Regions from separate parts of the Zea mays genome. Here all the other regions are linked to region 4. The links are chromatin contacts, called in public Hi-C maps. All regions are on one chromosome and are shown on one strand. The core of a region is the stretch at or near the end of the contact, and the rest is flanking DNA. Distances in the headings are between cores, read along the strand shown.

What was found. A called contact is a pair of places that touch in the nucleus more often than the background predicts.
Region 1: a Hi-C map of leaf shows a contact between it and region 4, with 4 times the contacts expected there. The contact joins the promoter of LOC100501093 here to the promoter of LOC100273450 in region 4. A contact is called at or near these places in 2 of 25 Hi-C or Micro-C datasets (leaf and tassel).
Region 2: a Hi-C map of leaf shows a contact between it and region 4, with 3 times the contacts expected there. The contact joins the promoter of LOC103653026 here to the promoter of LOC100273450 in region 4. A contact is called at or near these places in 3 of 25 Hi-C or Micro-C datasets (ear, leaf and tassel).
Region 3: a contact with region 4 is called in a Hi-C map of tassel, with 2.6 times the contacts expected there. The contact joins the promoter of LOC100194303 here to the promoter of LOC100273450 in region 4. A contact is called at or near these places in 2 of 25 Hi-C or Micro-C datasets (ear and tassel).

What each region holds. Positions count from the first base shown.
Region 1 is chr4:31,046,897-31,050,035 of Zm-B73-REFERENCE-NAM-5.0, forward strand. It overlaps LOC100501093, which reads left to right and starts at 1,711. Exons shown (of 23, transcript NM_001322411.1): 1 at 1,711-2,101. The coding sequence starts at 1,898.
Region 2 is chr4:30,855,366-30,858,651 of Zm-B73-REFERENCE-NAM-5.0, forward strand. LOC103653026 (polyadenylation and cleavage factor homolog 4) reads left to right here and starts at 1,369. Exons shown (of 7, transcript XM_020552500.3): 1 at 1,369-1,800; 2 at 3,282-3,286. The coding sequence starts at 1,555.
Region 3 is chr4:29,671,892-29,675,371 of Zm-B73-REFERENCE-NAM-5.0, forward strand. It overlaps LOC100194303, which reads left to right and starts at 1,942. Exons shown (of 16, transcript NM_001359451.1): 1 at 1,942-2,261; 2 at 2,499-2,597; 3 at 2,707-2,835; 4 at 3,015-3,137; 5 at 3,372-3,467. The coding sequence starts at 2,013.
Region 4 is chr4:30,264,959-30,268,258 of Zm-B73-REFERENCE-NAM-5.0, forward strand. LOC100273450 reads left to right here and starts at 1,331. Exons shown (of 7, transcript NM_001147887.1): 1 at 1,331-1,865; 2 at 2,910-3,300. The coding sequence starts at 1,428. It also overlaps the pseudogene LOC109945696.

The DNA.
Region 1 (3,139 bases), core at 461-2,960, 780 kb after region 4:
TAATACATGCACCTATTGATCTTGGGGCTTGTTATTAGTTAGGTTATAAAGCCCTCAAAACAAGCTTTCCAAAAGCTCCAATGTCGTTGAAAATGGAGTTTGGAGTAAAAAACTATGACGTTTTACGTGAAGTCGCTTATGTTGTCCTAAGGACCCGCGGAGTCTCCAGACATTTATGAAGACACTCTACACCGATGGGTGGAGGCTCTTCACTTTGCAGGTCATAACAACTAGTTTTTGTAGGGTGGGTATATATATATTCATCCCATGTCTCTTAGCTATGTTGCTGACTCAACCATTTCTAAACTCATTAGTGAGCATTTGAGAGCAAACAATACCTTTGAGCACTTTTCTGGTTTCATCAATTATTCGTTGCGCATTGATTATTATTAGAGGTGATTAGGTGAAGCCTCCTAGACGACTATGCATTGTCTAATGAGCTCTCATGGTTGCGGTGAGCTACAATGAAGTTTGTATATCGTCTGAGAATCTATGTGGAATCCTCTATCTCACTACCTTAGTTATGGGCTAGAGAAGAGGTGCAAGTCGAAAGAGACTCCAAAACTGTTGGCTTCCTCAACACCGTGGGTGTATACTAACCTTGGTGGTGACCTGAACCATGGGATACATTATGAGTTTTGCCTATTTGCTCTTCACTCAATGTACTTGGATGTATGTTTATAAGTGCATATACTTCATTTGTTTGTTACTAGGCATCTCCAAAAGCACATCTACAAGTTTAGTTTGAGTTAGATTTGTACACGTATTTGTTGTTGAGCTTTCTATGTTGCGCGAAGACTACAACATTGTGCAGATTCCATGATGTGAAGGTTCCATGGTCTGTTAATCGGCTGCAAAGTTTTTTGTTACTAATTTTTTAGAAACACATATTCTTTCCGTCTAAGCAACAACAAGATCCTTTTTGGAATGTGCTAGCATCCTTCGTCACGCCTGGCTAGAATCCATTCGTAACATTGCACAATCAAGTTCCTCGCGACCTTTTCACTAACATAATTAACTTTACATAAACGTTTGGTGATAAATATAGGAACTAAGATAAGCATAAAGAAAAGATTTGCTCATTGCTTTGAATGCCCTCTATATCATGTATATATATGACTCAAATTTATGGTCCATCCTTATATGAATATAGATAACTTGTGTTAATTAATTACATGATATATGATTTTAAGGCTTTATTTTGAATTGCTCCGGCTTAGAAAATATGGTTAAGTTGGTGAAAAATGATACTAGAAGCTCTAGAAAATTATGGAGCTAAAGTTGTAAACCTTTAGAAGACATTTAGATAAGAAATTTTATTTTTTATTCAGATTAAAAAAAAAACTATTTAAACTGAAGCTATAATCTGATGCAAATAGGCCATAAGATTATGAGATTCTATGCAACGCATGAGCTTAAATAGAAAACGCTAAAACACAAAGAAAACGGAACATATTGCTCGGGTTTGACGTATCCAGAAGAGGAGAGTATAAAGGATAAAAGGCTGGGCTCATCCGGGCCTCTGGGCTACTGGGGAAACCATCAAGAATCAGACCATAATAACAGCCCAGCATATACTCATTTTGGCCCACGGACCGACCCCGTGCTCGTCTCGTCGAGTCAACGAACTCCACGCGTTACAAAGCAAAACTAGAAAACCCGGCTCCGCAGGGTTCAGACCGTAAAAAAACACGCATCATCCCCTCCTGTCCGAGATATTTGTGCAGCGCCGCAAAAGCGCATATCCCCCCGGCCCTCTCGCTCCGCCGCTCCGTGCGAGCTCCCGCTCCCGACACGCTTCCCGCCCGCCAGATCGGTCCCGCGCGCCTCTTCTGCCTGCATCCGCGCCCGCGACCACCGCTTCTAGGTTTAGGGTTCCGGCAGAGTAGGCGGTGAGATGGGTGTGCCGGCGTTCTACCGGTGGCTGGCGGAGAAGTACCCGATGGTGGTGGTGGACGTGGTGGAGGAGGAGCCCGTCGAGATCGAGGGCGTCCGGGTCCCCGTCGACACCTCCAAGCCCAACCCCAACGGCCTCGAGTTCGACAACCTCTACCTCGACATGAACGGCATCATACACCCCTGCTTCCACCCCGAGGATAGGGTACGTAATCACCGAATAATCAGGCTGCAACTCGACGCCTCTGTGGTAAATCTTATTGGATTTGTGCTTGTCTTGTCGGCTCGTGAGACTGCTTGTTCTCTGGACTCTGGTACGATGCAACTACTGCTTAATAAGATGCTTGCGACATCATTAAGCATTCATTCAAGGCCTCAAGATTCCATTTCAAGAATCTGTTTTGGTTGGGGCTTAGATAGGCGAGCAACCCTAACAGACTAAAATCATATATAGCACCTCACCGGATTTGATGCTACATGATGAAGTTACTCCTCTGTCCTATGTGGGCCAAAATCCCTACGTTTTCATTTCCCTAGTAGCATTGCTTTAAGCACCTGCATTTGACAGGAATCTCTAATAAGACTCTCTCCAACAAGACCCGGTAAATCACCCTGTACGCTAAATGTAGCGGATGAAGACGTTCGGCACGCCTCCAACAACAGCCGCTATAGCATCTGGTAAAATTTAGGGTGTGTTCACTCCCGTGCTTGACTTCATCGTCCCCGTCATCGAGATCCTCTGCCGTCGCTCCTCTCCGCCCAAGTCCCATGAGGTCGCCTCACGGTACATGAGCTCCAAGCATCCTCTGCTCTGGTCAAGGTCGTCGTAGCTCTCAGTGATGATGAGCTCGACTGCCTCGCCGTCATCCCCGTCGCTGCCCCCTCCCGCGGAGCAGAAAAAGTCGTCTCGCCGCCGCAGTCTGAGCAGCGCGTACAGCCGGGCAGCATGGCCGAGAGGGAATACACGAGGGAAGAGGAAGACAGGAGGGGCGACAGGAGGTCGGTCGTCTACCTCGTCGTGCTTATGGTGTTGCTGCATACTGCGCACCGCGTCCATGGCTTGGCATGGAAATCGTGGACGCCTGATTCCTGATCGACGAAATGTCTGACAAGCAATATACACATGAACGATGTTCTGTCCAATACGAATTTATTTTAGAAAACTGAGTCGGTTAGCTTTTTATATTATTTGCTCCAATACAAATGTTTGGTACATTATTTGCTTAAATATGTAATACTCTTA
Region 2 (3,286 bases), core at 119-2,618, 590 kb after region 4:
ACATGTCATGTTCGTGGAGCGAGTTTAGCGGATATGCGGGTGTGGATACATTTTTTTGCCCGCTAAAAATATCCTATGGGTTTATTGTTGTATCCTCATCCTTACTCCCAGATATAAAAATATACTTGTATTCGCACTTGTCGGGTTTATTATTCGTAGTCACGTGGATATTTTATGTCGTTGCCATCTCTAGTTGTGCATATGGAGGTAGAAATGGGGCGAGCGGGACTGAAGAGGACGATGTATTGAAGAGGACGATGTATGAAGAGAATAATGGTTTTATCTACTCTTTTAAAGCATGAGTTTCGTGCGGCATGCGTCACCCGTGAAACACATAGAGTAAAATTGTTTTTTCTCCCCCATGTCTCGTTTAACAATCAGACCATTACCTCTTAGATGGGCCGTGAGAAAACACTCAATCTCAACATGACACGAAGCCCCATGCATTACAGCGCTCCCGAATAGTATCACCTCGCTAGGTGAAGGACTCCCGAATAGTATCACCTCGCTAGGTGAAGGAGGACGAGCGACCGAGCAAGTTATAAAAAAGGTCAGATCTCCTTTTCAACTCATACCTTTCTTGACTTTTAACAAAGATATAATATAACATGACACAAAGTTATAAGCAATGCTCCTGCATATTATCACCTCGCTTGGTGAAGGAGTATGAGTGACCGAACAAGTATAAAAAAGGATAGCTCTACTTTTTTCAACTCATACGGCTAAAATAAAGTGCAACATTTGCAGTAGTTCAGTATATGTTCATTTCAATTTTATATTTGTTTTTAGAAGGATCTACTTAATTTTAAATTTAATTTTTTGAGGATCATGATATTGAGTTGCCACTTAACCCTCACGTACCCTACAATTGTTCCACTACACTTAACCGGACAAACTAAGGGGTGTTTGAATGCCCTATAACTAATAATTAGTGATTAAAATTAATTGAGACATCCAAACGCCCTAGCTAATAGTTCAACTATTAGCTATTTTTGATAAATTAGTTAATAGTTAGGTAATTATTTGTTAGCTAACTAATTTTACTAACAAATTTTAGTTAACTAACTATTAGGGGGTGTTTGAATGCACTAGAATTAATAATTAGCTAATAAAATTAGTTATAGTTAGCCAATAAAATTAGTTGAGATATAAACACCCTACTAATAGTTGAACTATTAATTATTTTTAGTAAATTAATTAATAGTTAGATAGGTATTTGTTATCTAGTTAATTCTACTAATAATTTTTAGCCAGCTAACTATCAATTCTAGTTAATTATACTAATAATTTTTAGCCAGCTAAGCATTCAAACACCCTAATAATGTATTCTGATAATGTATTTAAACACCTCTTAAAAAACTTGCAATAGTGAGGCGAAAAGGAAAGCATCGCTGAAACGAGATCCTCGCCGTTTCGCGAACAAATCGGTGACTGTCTCCTGCTATCTCCCCCTTTCCGCCACTTCGCTCCGCTCCCATGCCTCCTGCCCCCTCTCGCCGTGGAGGCACCCCAAACCCTAGCCCCTGAAACCCTAGATCCTCCTCCCCTGTTCCGATGGCGGGGGCCGCGGCGTCCCCAGCGGCGGGCCACGTGGTGGAGCGGTTCCGGTCGCGACTGCGCGAGGAAGCGGGCGGCGGCGAGCCGGGCGCCGCCGCGGTCGTGCACGTGTACGCGGAGGCGCTCCGTGAGCTAACCTTCAACTGCAAGCCGGTCATCACCGAGCTCACCATCATCGCGGGCCAGCACGCCACGCTCGCCGCCGGGGGAATCGCCGACGCCATCTGCGCCCGCGTCGCCGAGGTCGTTCTGCTACTTCTGCTCTCCTATCAGGGGTGTTACTCTTATTTTGTCATTAAGGTGGCCCGCCTTACGATTTCTGGGGCATAAGGAAGCTTGGGCTTGGAGCGTCGAGTAGTCTGGGCGCTTTTGCCGTGTAGTCACTAGGGTTTGAGGATTGGTGTGCTTGTTGTGAAACGTGGATTGCTGTGCTTGGTTTTGAAATGTGAGAAATCCCATAAAATGGACGGAAAACCTTTTATTCCCAAGTTTTCCTAGGTTTTACAAAAGCTTCAGCCTGTACAAGATCATTCCTTTTTGTAAGAAGCGTTGTGCATACAGTTTAGTATGTTTGCTCTGGTTGCTGTTTACAGCTTTGGTAGCATATTTAGGGGGTGTTTGAATGCACAAGAGCTAATAGGTAGTTGGCTAAAAAATTGCTATTGAAATTAGCTAGCTAAATATTAGCTAATTTGCTAAAAGTAGCTAATAGCTGAATTATTAGCTAGAGTGTTTAGACGTCTTTAGCTAATTTTAGCAGCTGACTATTAGCTCTAGTACATTCAAACACCCCTTTCCTGGGGTGTAGAACCTTTGTGGAACTTTGTGGATTAATTGGTGCTTGCCATTTTAGGGGGTGTTTGGTTTGTAGGGACTAATTTTTAGTCCCTACATTTTATTCCACTTTAGTTACAAAATTATCAAATATAGAAACTAAAACTCTATTTTAGTTTCTATATTTGTCAATTTATATACTAAAATGGAACAAAATGAAGGGACTAAACATTAGTCCCTAGAAACCAAACACCCCCTTAGTCCCTCTTAAACTTCCTGTTCATTATTGGTAGGATATGCATGGAATATGTAGCAACATAGTAAACAGTTATACCTTAAGAGGGTATGGACACTGACACTGCATTGGAAAAAGTGGTTGCTATGGTTGATGAACTTCTATTTGGGATGGGAAGTTTGAGAGTTCTGTTGAATTGAGATAAACGTTAAACGAAAAGAGCTGCACTGGTTCGTGACTTACAATGAAAAGAGTTCACAACTTTGTGTTTATTATTAGTTATTAGGGCACTTGTGAACTTAATCAGTTACCTGTTTGCTAGTTCTGTCTTCTGTGGTCGATTTGGTTTTGTTTAGAAATATGTTGTAATTTTCCGTCTGCTTTTCTTGAAGATAAGACGCTGCAATTTCAAATGGGAACTAATCATAAGAGCAATTCACCCGTATAGTCACCCAAAACAATGTTTTGCACTGTAGACTGTACTGCTCGCAGAGTGAAGTTTGAATATAGGTATGAGGATAGGTAAGCTGTTGGAGATAGCCTAAGAGCAAGGATTAAGCTACCAGTGTGGTTTGCAGTTTTCCTTTCAGAATCCGTTGGTTGTTTGAGATTGTTTATTAATTAGTTTTCTCCCTCCCACATGCATGATTTTTAATTAATTACAACTATCAAAGTTCTTTCGTGTGATGATCATTATTCTGCGATATTCTTGCAGGTGCC
Region 3 (3,480 bases), core at 692-3,191, 590 kb before region 4:
TCTTTGTAAAGGCTACGTAGTGATGCCCTGCTGGGTCACCTTGGTAGTGATCAATGGAGAGTCATGATCTCCGGGCAGAAAGGGAATCACGACTTGTGGGTAAAGTGCACAACCTCTGCAGAGTGTTTGAAAACTGATATATCAGCCGTGCTCGCGGTTATGAGCGGCCAAGGGAGCTCCAGTGATTAGTGATACTTGATTAGAGACATTTTGGTTTACATGTGGCAATGAGATTGATGGTTCTGGTTATGACTATGGTGCTGGTAAGTGGTATTCTTTCCGTTCGGAAAGGGTGCATCGGGCTAATAACTTGGGTTAATGTTAAAACCTGGCTTTCTACTAGTAAATAATAATCTGACCAACTAAAAGCAACTGCTTGACTTACCCCCACATAAAGCTAGTCCACTACAGCCAAACATGATACTTGCTGAGTATGTTGATGTGTACTCACCCTTGCTATACACACCAAACCCCCCATCCCCAGGTTGTCAGCATTGCAACCACTGCTCAGGAGAAGATGAAGCCGTGGAAGGAGACTTCTAGGAGTTCCAAGACTACGACGAGTTCTAGGCGTGCCTGTGAAGGCCGCGTTTATCTACGTTTCTTTTCCGCACTTTGATTTATTGTAAAGACTATGTGGATGTCTCAGATATATGATGTAATCGACTATTTCCCTTTTTAATACTATTTGAGCACTGTGTGATGATGTCCATGGTATGTAACTGCTGTGTACGTGAATTGCTGATCCTAACACGTACATGGTTCGCATTCGGTTTGCCTTCTAAAACCGGGTGTGACATCCGCTCATATGTATCCCACCGCCTCCACCGCTGCCGCTAGAGCATATCCCGCCACCACCGACGCTTCCCGCCATCAGAAACAACAAAGCTGCGCACGGGGGCCAGAAATAGCGCGCGAAACAGCGTGCGCTAGGGCGATTGGGGAAGGATTTGACTTGCAAAAATATGCGGGAGGGAGAGTCACATATTACTGGGAAGAAGATGAACAAGCTGTTGGAGGACATAAAAACGCCTCCTGCCATGATAAATGCTTCCGAGGTCCTTTTATGCTTTCTGTTGGATGTGCTCTTACAACAATTTTCCCTACACTATCCTCCTATACCACACTACAACCATAAAACATCATTTTTCATACCTATTTAACATTTATTAATAATTTTTCTCAAATAACAAACACTGTAGAGCAACAATATCGAGGGAAAATGGGATGGTTGACGTTCCCCCACATCCGGTGTGCCCTTGCGTTTGCGTCCAAGCCGGCATGAGAGATCGTAGGGGTCACCGGTTTAGCGCAAGGGAGCTCCCAAACATCTACATTGATAGGGGATTGCTGCGTTAAAGAGAATCTTAGAGGGAGCTTAGGGAGAGATGGAGCTAACTTGATTCCACAACAATACATATGGATATTGCACTAGATCCATTTAGCTTATTTTCAACAGCTTATTCATCATCTATACCTATATTTAAACTCCACTCAACGAACAATGCAGTCTACAATGTAAAAAAATATAAACAAATATTCTGGGTGACTATATAGGTGAACTAGACACGGTCGTAGACGGGTTCTAAATGGGTGATTTGGCACTATAATAACACAATATAATAATTTTGAAGATTTAAACTGTTGGTCAGAGTTGAATGATATAATAGAACAAGTTATTTTCAAACAACTGATTTACTAATTTATGGACATGAATGACATAGTTAAACATGTTTGGGAACCGCTAAATTTTGCAAAAATGTTTATATTGAAGAGAGAGATTTTTTCTTGTTCGAAGCTAACATTTTTCGTTTGGACACCAAGACCGTGGACCTTTGTAGTGCGCACAGACAAACAAGGTTCGTAAAAGCCCACCAAGGCCCATGGAATCAGACCACCGCAGCCTATAAACCACCTTCCGTCGCCAGCTCCTAGAAACCCCTCCTGCCCAAAAACCCTAGCAGCCACTAGGGTTTCTCCGCTCCCACCCGGCCTCCTCCCTCTCTCCTCCGATGGGCAAGTCAAGCAAGAAGGCGGCCGCCGTGGCTGCGGCGCCAGCGGCGGTGCCCAAGGGGAAGAAACGGGAGGCGGAGGAAGAGATCGAGAAGGCCGTGAGCGCGAAGAAGCAGAAGGCGGCGCCACCGGCGAAGGCCGTGCCGACGTCCAAGAAGGACGCCAAGAAGTCCAAGAAGCAGCCTCCCCCCAAGAAGGCTGAGAGCAGCAGCAGTGACTCTGAAGAGGACTCCGAGTCCGAAGAGGAGGTATGCGATGATGCTTCTTCTTGTTTCTCTTGTACCTATGGCGGGTTTTTTGAATGGGATTTTTTTATTTGTAGAATTTTTATGATTTGATTGAGTTGGGGAGGGTAGACAGAAATAGCTGATGCAGTAGATGATCTAGTCCCCTGCATAATCTGAGTCTGAGTATGGCTTATAACGGTGATGATTTTTTATCTATCGAAGTTTCTTCTTGAACATAGTTAACTTCTGTTTCTACAGGTTAAGAAGGTACAGCCAAAGAAGGCGCCTGCTCCCAAGATTGCTAAACAAGAGTCCAGTGATGATGACACCAGCGATGAGACCTCTGAATCTGATGAGGTATGCTATCATTTTTGGGTTTTAATGCTGAAAAAAATCAGCAGCAAGCAAATTGAATTGTTAATGTAGTGTTCAGAGTTCTTAGATGCTAATTCATCTTCTCATTAAGGAACCTGCAAAGAAGCCTGCTGCTAAACCCTTGGCTGCAGTTGCGAAAAATGGTTCGAAGACAGTCAAGCAAGAGAGCAGCAGCGATGAGGACAGTTCTGAAGATGAGTCGGATGACGACAGTGATGATGTGAGTTGAAGTTTCCTGTTTGTCTTATGTCTTGTGCACAGTTAATTTCATTTACCACCATGGCAGCACATACTAATGGTTTAGTTGTCATTACCCTAGGAATTTTGTAGCCAACCAATTGATTATTTCAATGTACTTCTCAGATGTTGAGCTACCAACCCATGTTTTTTTTGATTCAGGAACCTGCAAAGAAGGCTGCTGCTAAACCCTTGGGTGCCGTTGCTAAAAATGGTTTGAAGAAAGGCAAGCAAGAAAGCAGCAGCGATGGGAGCAGTTCTGATGATGAGTCAGACGATGATGTTGTGAGTGGAACATTCATGTTTGTTTGCCTTTAATTCCATTTTACTGTAAGATTAATGATACCATTTTCATTGGTTTTCTGATTCAATGCCATTTGTAACCTAACATCCAGATATGTGTTCACTGATTTATCATCACATTCACCCTGACCTGTATTATGTTGTGTGTGCCCTGAGATGCTTTTATTTAGCTTAGCCACTAGATGGTATAATTCCTCTTCTGTATGCATTTTTCAGAAACCTGCTGCCCCACTAAAGAAAACATCTGTGGCTGTTGCACAAAAGAAAAAGGGAGATTCTTCTGAGAGTGACTCTGATGATGACTCAGATGAGGTGTGTGCATTCT
Region 4 (3,300 bases), core at 81-2,580:
CACGCCCTTCTCCTCACGCTCATCGACGGTCTCCAAGCCCGCATTGGTGAACGTGGTATTAAATTATGCTATTACTAATGTAGATAATTGTGTACCTAGTTAGTGTGATATGAATTGTTAGGTTTTAGTAACCTCCCCGTATATGAGAGGTGCTGTCCAGATTGTATACATAGTATTATGTTATTATGTGGTTAGTTTTTAGTTATTAGTTAGTACTTGGTTATTAGTTAGTTAGCAAGTAGTTATTAGTGGGTTGTGGTTAGGCAATAACCATCTATAGTGGACATTGAATGTTTAATTCGTGTTTCAAATAGATGGACAATTTTTTGAGCTTATATTATGGAGGCAATGTGGAAAAAGATCCCTATGGAAATGCCAAGTTCATTGACATGCGACACGTGCTCGTGTTATTCGTTGGTAGACCATCCTTGAGTGATGTGTTTATAAAGGCTAAACAAAAGCTAGGTGGAGGAGTCTACAAAACATGCAATGATTAGTAGGCAAAGAAAACATGCACCACTTCGAGTCTTTAAATTGTTAACATATTAAAAGACTATTCTCACCATTAAATTCATCCGGCGCTGAACAATCGTTAGCTCAAATGCATAGTTAGCACACATCCAATACCTTTGTCGATAGGTGTCATGATCCTCAGACTTATCAACCTTGCAAGGATCACCACAAAACACATAGGCACCGGAACACCAGTTGGCAAAGGTAGTTCCGGTCAAAGACCCTTCCTAAATTTCGATAAGACCTATAAGAATCACAAATATAATATACTCACAAAATATGATTTAATACAATGCTTACCTTTGTTTAGCAGGTTTACCACGCCTAGACATCCTACAATTTAGGTTGATGTTATCTCATTTCGAAGAATAGAAATGAGCATAAAAACTGATGGTCGACATGACTTATTTATAGGCGCGTACCTCGGTGCCAAGATCTAATTTAGGCTGATGTCTCTCGTTTCGAAGAATAGAAATGAACACAAAAACTGACGGCCGACGGGGCTTATTTATAGGCGCGTACCTCGGCGTCGAGATTTACAACGCCGAGGTACGCGCCACGTCTGAACCTGACATATGCACGCTAAAAAAATTAGCGCTGATACATATAACCTAGACACCAATGAGACAATGATGACGACGTCGATCCAAAGATCATTTTTAAAACTAAAACTGTAAAGGGTATAATTATTAAAAAAACTTAAAAAGGACTAAAATAAAAAAAAGTTGGCACGCCCCGGACCCGGATGCTTCCTGGCGCTTCCCGTCACCTATTGGTCAGTGGAGGCAAAAATATCTAAGCAAGCCCCACACACATAGAGAAATCTCAATCCAAAGAGAGCCTTCTCCACCGCTCTTGCTCGTCCAACCTTCTCCATCGTCTCACCTTAGGTTTCGCTCCCCGCCGCCGCCGCCATGATGCCGCAGCAGCAGCAGCCCGGCATGGCCCCTCCTCCTCCACAGGCCGCCCCCGGAGCGCCGCCACACTGGGGCGGCATCCCGCCGCCTATGGCCCCTCAGCATCAGTACGCGCCACCACCGACCCATCAGGCCCCGCCCCCGCCGCAGATGTGGGGCCAGGCGCCCCCGCCCCCGCCCCCGCCTCAGGCCGCGTACGGTCAGGCGCCCCCGCCGCCCCAGGCCGCGTATGGCCAGGCGCTCCCACCACCCCAGGCCGCGTACGGCCAGGCGCCTCCCCCGCCACAGGCCGCCTACTACGGGGCGGTACCCGCGCCCGCGGCGGTGGCCGCGGCACCTGTCGGGCCCAGCGAGGTCAGGACGCTCTGGATCGGGGATCTGCAGTACTGGATGGACGATAACTACATCTACGGGTGCTTCGCATCCACGGGGGAGGTACGCGCTTTCGGTTCTACGCTGTACGAATCTGCTGCTGCCCGTGGGTCGCTGCGATCCGTCCCTATCGATGTGGGGTTCAACGCCCATGTTTATGGACTTCTTATGTCGCTTGCTGTAAATTTCAATTTCTTCGTCTCTTCGATGCATTATGATTATAGTAATAAGTACTGCACGAATATGTTCGTCTCATCGATGGAGTATGGTTATAGTATAAGAAAGTACCGCACGTATAGTGGATTCGGATCCATTAGTAGTGAATTCAGATTCATTAGAGCTTCATGCTATATGTGATTTATTTACGAAAATTCGAATTATATGTCAAAATTACTCCCAGCCGTGTTGTTAGGCATCCCATCGTTCACAAAACAATCCGATATGTTAGGCGGTAGAATATACTGAGCCATAATAAGTTGCACGTAACCTAATTATAAGCTGCCTTTTAGCTCACATTTTGCGTTTATGTTGGCAAATGACACAAAGTTTACTAGCCTGATTGACGACATGACAGCAATTGGTTGGCAATCAATAGGTGTTGCATGCAAATTCATTGCCAATGTGGCAGGTCAGCGCAGGTTGCAGCACTCCACACAAGAACACAATTTCGCTGAGTTACTCCTAGTCTTCGTATCTACTAGGGCGCCCACGTATTGGTATCCGTATTTCTAATTGTGGTACCTAACAGAACAGCCTGGTGGGAGTATTGATAGTAAATTTATGTTTTATAATGGTCTGCCCATCTTTGTGTATGGCGGACAGTGTCCTGGTAACTTGTCTGAAGTAGCTGTATACCGTTTTGGTATTTTTCTGAGATTCCTCTGCAGATGCATTTATGATTGTGTCCAGGTTTTATATAAAACAAAATTACCCTAGTTTCTGTGTGCTGGTTGACATTTTATATAAACCAATGGGTTTGTTGATTTAATCATAAAATGTTTGTGTTGTCACCCTACCTGATGGTTGCCATTGCACATTTCACACCACGTATTTTTGGCTTTTGTGTACATGATAGTGCTGATCTTTTTTTTGCTAATGAATTTGTAGGTGCAAAATGTGAAGCTAATTCGTGACAAGCATACTGGACAACTTCAGGGCTATGGTTTTATTGAATTCATAAGCCGCGCTGCTGCTGAAAGAGTTCTTCAGACTTACAACGGGACAATGATGCCAAATGTTGAGTTGCCATTCCGGTTGAATTGGGCTAGTGCTGGTGAAAAACGTGATGACACCCCCGACTATACAATATTTGTTGGTGATTTGGCTGCTGATGTTACAGACTATGTATTACAAGAGACATTTAGGGCACATTACCCTTCTGTGAAGGGTGCAAAAGTTGTAACAGACAAGCTGACAATGCGCACAAAGGGTTATGGTTTTGTGAAGTTTGGTGATCCTAATGAGCAAGCTCGTGCAATGACTGAGATGAATGGCATGC